Regions from separate parts of the Bicyclus anynana genome. Here region 2 is linked to region 1. A link is a contact called in public Hi-C data. All regions are on one chromosome and are shown on one strand. The core of a region is the stretch at or near the end of the contact, and the rest is flanking DNA. Distances in the headings are between cores, read along the strand shown.

Region 1 (2,997 bases), core at 193-2,692:
CCTAAAACTATTTCTCCTCTACAGTGCGTTGAACTGGCGATCCTTTGTGGCTATAAAGAGTTTATAGCTTTGACACCTAACCTTGTGGCGATACTGTTTGTTGTCGGACCATTTTGTATGCATTTGTTATGTTAATACAGAACAACAGAAAAAACAGCAAATTATTATTATTCAGATTCAGCTTAGTATCATATTTTTGAAGATAATGATCTGAAATATCTATAAATTATGCTGATGATTTGAATAATGTTTACATAAAAAATAAAACAGAAACAGAGATGCAAAAGTTCACTGCCTAACCTGAGGACGATTACGAAGTAATTGTTATTGGAGAAGGAATTTTCAATTACCTAGTTACTATCCTAGCGCATGCCACTGCTATAAAAGTAGGTTTACATTAACCTATTAATATTAAAATTGTGAAATTTTGTTCGTTTGTATGTCTTTAAGATTGTGTATGTTTTTAACAGACCTGAAGACTATCGTCTAATTTCTTCAATGTAGGCGTTTTTAAAACGTATGACGATACGCATTCAGTCACATGTATAAATGTTAAATTGCCTACCTTAATCTAAGACTTTGTGGTGAATTATAAAAATTTCATTTAAAGAGAATTAAAACACCAAATCTTTAACCTAACATTTACCGCAAAACACGCATTTAAAATAACAAATGCCAATCCAAATCGGATCAATATTTTTATAATAAAGAAGATCTTGGACGTCCAAATCCAAGTAAGTACATATACGGGAAGCTCCTTTGATAAATCGGTTAACAATGATTTATGGTAGCGAGTGTATTGAACTCGCGTACGTGTAAAGATATAAAATACTTTAGTCATCAATTTATATTTAAAAAAATAGAGATATTATATCTTTAGTATAGCCACTGCAATTTTATATTGCACTCGCAGTAAACAGGTGGACTTATGCGACTCGTACGTTTATTTTCGCAATGGTTAATGAATCTGCGTTTATTGTCGTTCAGTTTTTACGTCCAAAAACGAATTACGTATATGCTTAATGGCGCGTTTCGTCATTTTTGACAGTGTTGGGTGTTAATTCAGAGGTATTCAGCGCATTGCATGCTCTTAATGATTTACCGGAACCGGCGCCCGCTGCGAAACAGATACCGAAATGAGTTGCGGGGAATGCAAATCTCGCTCGGACAATTTTAATCTATAATTAAAATAAAAATTAAAACACAACCCGCTTTAACCGTTCGTTCGATGCAATTTCAGATACTTTGGTACGCATTTAAGAGTACTTATGATTAAAAAACTGCAGTGAGCCGCCGACTTTTTTGGAGAACGGTTCTCGGGCCATTATTCATTGCGGAGACGTACGCTGATAATGTGATCGTACATTTTATATTCCTTTCGCCGTAGTGCGCGTGAGCCAAACGCGCCCGATTCGATTTTTGGCAAGCGTCGCAGTCGATTTCGGCGAAAGATTACATTTGGGACCTAAGTACTTGATTGTTTTTCGGTCACTCACCCTATGGCGGTTCTTTGTAACTTCTTTTTTTATTATAACTTTCAATTTAACACGAAAAAGTGGGACAGATATTTATTCAGTCATCGACCCCGCCAATTATTTTATTTTCCCTTCAAACACGCTGGGCCTTTATTGATTATAGTTGGAGATAATGCCGTGTGAGATGTAGCTCTAATTCTAGGAGTTTGTCGGTCGGAATTCGCCTGTTGCCGCGAGAATGTGGTTGTTTAACGAGGTCTTTAGACGGCCGTAATTCCTGCGATGATTTGACGCCCTGCGTTGCATGTTGTACAATTAGCCTTCCTAGCTTGCAAGTCTATTGAGATAATCGTTAGATACTTCATTATGCGTGCCAGTATCCAGATCAATTTACATAATACCAGCCTCCGAGTTGTTCATTACTGCTATTAATATTTACAGAGGCGACTCACCAATAATGCGTTTCCTTGAATTAATTCAATCAACGTGGCATGCTAAGGGATTGATGGGTTGCATGTTTAATTCGGTCTTGTACAGAATGGTCGTTGCGAAATTAAGACTGTGTTACGTAATGAACGTATCATTTCTGTTTTATTAACTTTTAACTCACTCACTTAAATGGCATGTTTGCAAAATGTTATTTAGTGTGTAATCAAGAGATTACACACGTGCAAGTAAAATTTTGCGCCAAACATGTGTTAAGTTTTATTTAAACCTCTTATTATTTCTTACTATACTTTCGAATAGTTTTGTAAACGACAGAAACAATTTTCTAGTTGATCTCGGCGAATGATTTTTCTAACTTTTATTAATGTTGTTCAAGAATTATTACAAAGTCACCTTTTAATACTAGTACCTACCTACTGAAACTCTATTATGTAAAAAAACTCACATGTATATTGTGCATTGACGTGTTCTGAGCGAGCTCATGTTAATTCATAGGGGCGACTCTATTCGAGTGAAATTAACATCTCCCGCAGCACCATAGGTTTTTCCTATTTGATAAATGCCATTTATCAAATCTATTAGCGGCACAGTGCCTTAGCCGCAAATGGGTAACAGATAGATAAACTTACTTTCGCATTTAAATTGGATGGATGGATTTTTTACATGTAGTATCATATTTTTTATTTGTTAAATATATTGTTACCAATATAGTGTTGGCAAACAACGCTACTTAGTTACCTATCAACCTACTATGTATCAACGAAAGAAGCGATATTTGAATAGGGATGATGAAAGTTTTTTAAATTGTATATAAATTAAGAGTATACTAATAGTAAAGCAATTTTGTAAAAGGAACAGGGTATCTGCGATCATTACTTTCGGAGCTACAGGGACTTAAAGAGTCAGATTTGCGGCGCTGCCGCGGATCCCTGAAAAACGCCCCATACAAAATGGCTCGTACTAATGACGTCATAGGCAATGTAGTGATCGTTGATTTGTATGCGCGTTCAAACAAAATTACTAATATCTTTTTATTATACACTTATTTGTGTGTTTATGCTTATAGTTCATAAAA
Region 2 (3,046 bases), core at 269-2,768, 59 kb before region 1:
AAACTAAAAGAGAGATTTCTTTTATATCTGTCGTTACTATATGCAAATACTGCTTTTTAAAAAATACCTGTCTGACAAGATCTCCAAAGGGATGATTACAAAACTGTATTCCTGGTTCTGTGTTGTTGTTTAACTTGTTAGTTAACATAAACATAAATTATTGTAAATCTGAAATTGTACAAAAATATTGTTAATATTGGCTATTTTAAGGATGGATGGCTGGTCCAAAATTATATTTATGAATCTCTGATAATAAAGATGACAAATAAATACCAGTGAAAAAACAAGTACTTTCATACGATACGCATATTTAATAAAAGAATATTCCATGTACATAATTGCCTTTTTTATTTTTATAATTTTTAAAAATGAATTCTCCCATTTTTCTCTTGGAATAATTTTTATGGTTTTTAAGTCTGTGAAACTTTAAGAAAAATAAATGTGTTACCATATTCAAATTAATATTTTTCACTTTCCACGGATATGATCATCAAAAAAGGTTCGTGTTCCTTTAAATTTCTTCGTTGCGATTTTAATATCACGAAAGAGTCGTAATTATACAAATGTAAGTACTGTATGTGTAGCAAAATAAGCGTTCAACAAATAAAATGCCTTACATATATCTAATAATTATCACTGCCTCATTAAGGTAGTCCAATGGTTAGCAAATATTATATAACTAGATATACAGAATGCTCGGGAGTATTTTCCATAACTCTAGGGTAACATTCTTTAACAAAAATTAATTCACAAAATTCAAGGAACATGTGTTCAAAAATGAACATTTTGGGAGTAAATCTCTTTTGTAATTAGATCATATAATATGTCTCTTAGAATCCTTATAATAGTGACGTATTTATATTTTAAAATGCAACGTTGCCGCTTTGTTACCTAAAGGCGTATGTTACATGGATAGTCGGTATTATTTGAATAACTTAGTATGTAAGCATTTTTTTTGTACTTAATAAGATATTAGTTATGCAGTTCGGATCTTGTAAGTGGTCTCGTTACTACCCTGAAGTTATGGGAAATACGAATACGCGAGCAGCCTGTATCTATCCTGGATCACTGAAATATTGAATTTTTGTTTCTTACAAGACATTCTCATCATTAGCATAGTTATGAGTAATTATGTTCTTTGGTCATGCACTTCCATTCACGATTGATGATTTTTGGTCGGTAAATCCAAATATTGCGCTTACTCGGCTAAAATACTAAAGTAGTTCGAACTAGGCGCCGTCAACTTCAACAATAGTTATTATAGGGTCAAACATTTTATCACACCACACAAAGCTCGCCAGTCTACATTTGAGCAGCTATTTTAAAAATTATATTATTGATGATGATTTTGATGTGAAACTCCACTAGAATGTGCAAGTTTTGCTTAAATAATCTAGCAACTCAAAACAGCTGTCAAAGTCAGATATGACATCCATGACATCTCATGTCAAATAAACAGGTGTTTACATGCCGATAAAAATAAATTTTATAGGTCAAAATTTTTTATTAAATTAATTATGTACAATTATAATATCATTTTAGATCAAATATTGTTCTATTCACGTCAATTCGTTTACTTTTGTTATTAATTAAACATTATTACGTTATTTGTAATGAATTCATGTTGTGGTAACGAATTGTTATTCAATTCTGCAATAAGTGAAGTAGTGAATAGTAATTTAGCGCAAATATTGAAATTAGTGAATATTGAGCACAGTGTTACTGGTTATTGTGTTGTTCTAGTTCTTGTTATCGTAATTGGTGTTAGTGCGGTTACCTTGCGAAGAATTTCTGTGAAAGATACAACCCCTAGGCTGTAAGAAAGTAAAAGTAATAATTAAATGAACATTCGATCGCTGCACCTGTAGCGTACTTCAGGTAAGTCTATATGCTTTGATGCTTTTGAGCTTACTGACTGTACAATACCTTGTATAGTCAGTTAGTTTTTTATTCTGGGGAGTCCGTTTGGCTTTACACCATGTTAAAATGACAGTTCAAAAACATTTGCGTGCCTAAACTGAAGGTTTAGTTCATTAAAGAAGATTGTTTCAGTCTTACACACCTATGTCATCATCATCATCATTATCAGCCGATGGAGACCCACTAGCCCAACATAGGCCTCTTGTGTAGACTTCCAAACACCACATTCCCTGGCTGCTAGCATCCACCGGCTCCCTGCAACCTGCTTGGTGTCCTCGGTTTATCTAGTGAGATGTCATACACTGTGCTTTCCAGTGTGGGGTTGCCATTCTAGCACCCTCGGCCGCAAACATCCACTAGCTCTTAGAAATATGTTCCCTGCCTATTGCCACTTCAACTTCACAACTCTAAGCTTTGTCAGTGATTTAGGTTCTTTTTCCTCAATTCTGATTTTATCACAAAGAGAAACTCCAAGTAAAGCTTGCTTCATCACCTGCTGAGTGACTCTGAGCCTTCTTATGAGGCTTATAGGTTAGAGACCAAATCTTAGACCCCAAAGACCTTGTAATGTGCTGTCTACTAACTTTCTTTTGTCAACGTCTTGTATGCACCCGGTACACACTATTTTCAGAGCCAAACTTCCAAAAAAAAAGACAACCTGTGTTTTCTCATAGGACTGGCAGACATTAGTGTGCATTAGGGTATGCACGAGTAAGAAAAATAACCAAAATGGGAAAATTTTCTAATTCGATTTTTTTCTGTATAAGCATTCAGAAAAACTTAGTATGCAGTACTTTAATGCATGTATGAAGTGCACACTCAATGTGCACTGTTTACCAACAAACAAATTAAAAATGTGACTATAAATTGATAGTCCTTTCACATCTAATAATAATTTATAATTAACTTGTTCTTAATGAATGAAGATAAATTTGAGTAATATGCTTAGAACAATTAGATATAAGTAGTTAATATATTTTAAAGACATCCAGTATGACTTTAGTATATGTAATCTTATTCTGATGACTGGTATTACGCTATTTGATTTCTCATCAAGACACTGTATAGATTTCTTATATGTCTTTAATGTGGGAAACTTCCAGTAATTTTTCAAGCTTCTTTATTA

What was found. Hi-C and Micro-C count contacts between places; a contact is called where the count stands out from the background.
Region 2: a contact with region 1 is called in a Hi-C map of whole larva, with 4 times the contacts expected there. The contact joins the promoter of LOC112044399 here to the enhancer-like site in region 1. A contact is called at or near these places in 2 of 2 Hi-C or Micro-C datasets (whole body and whole larva).

What each region holds. Positions count from the first base shown.
Region 1 is chr1:2,455,941-2,458,937 of ilBicAnyn1.1, reverse strand. All of the region lies in intron 2 of LOC112044399 (solute carrier organic anion transporter family member 74D), which reads left to right. Among protein-coding and RNA genes, the nearest start is that of LOC112044402, 31 kb to the right of the region's middle. Within about 2 kb of position 1,442, at least 4 of the 8 cell types and tissues checked have open chromatin away from gene starts, as enhancers often do.
Region 2 is chr1:2,515,436-2,518,481 of ilBicAnyn1.1, reverse strand. It overlaps LOC112044399 (solute carrier organic anion transporter family member 74D), which reads left to right and starts at 1,518. Exons shown (of 11, transcript XM_024080238.2): 1 at 1,518-1,878. LOC112044401 (deoxynucleoside kinase) reads left to right here. Exons shown (of 5, transcript XM_024080241.2): 5 at 1-338.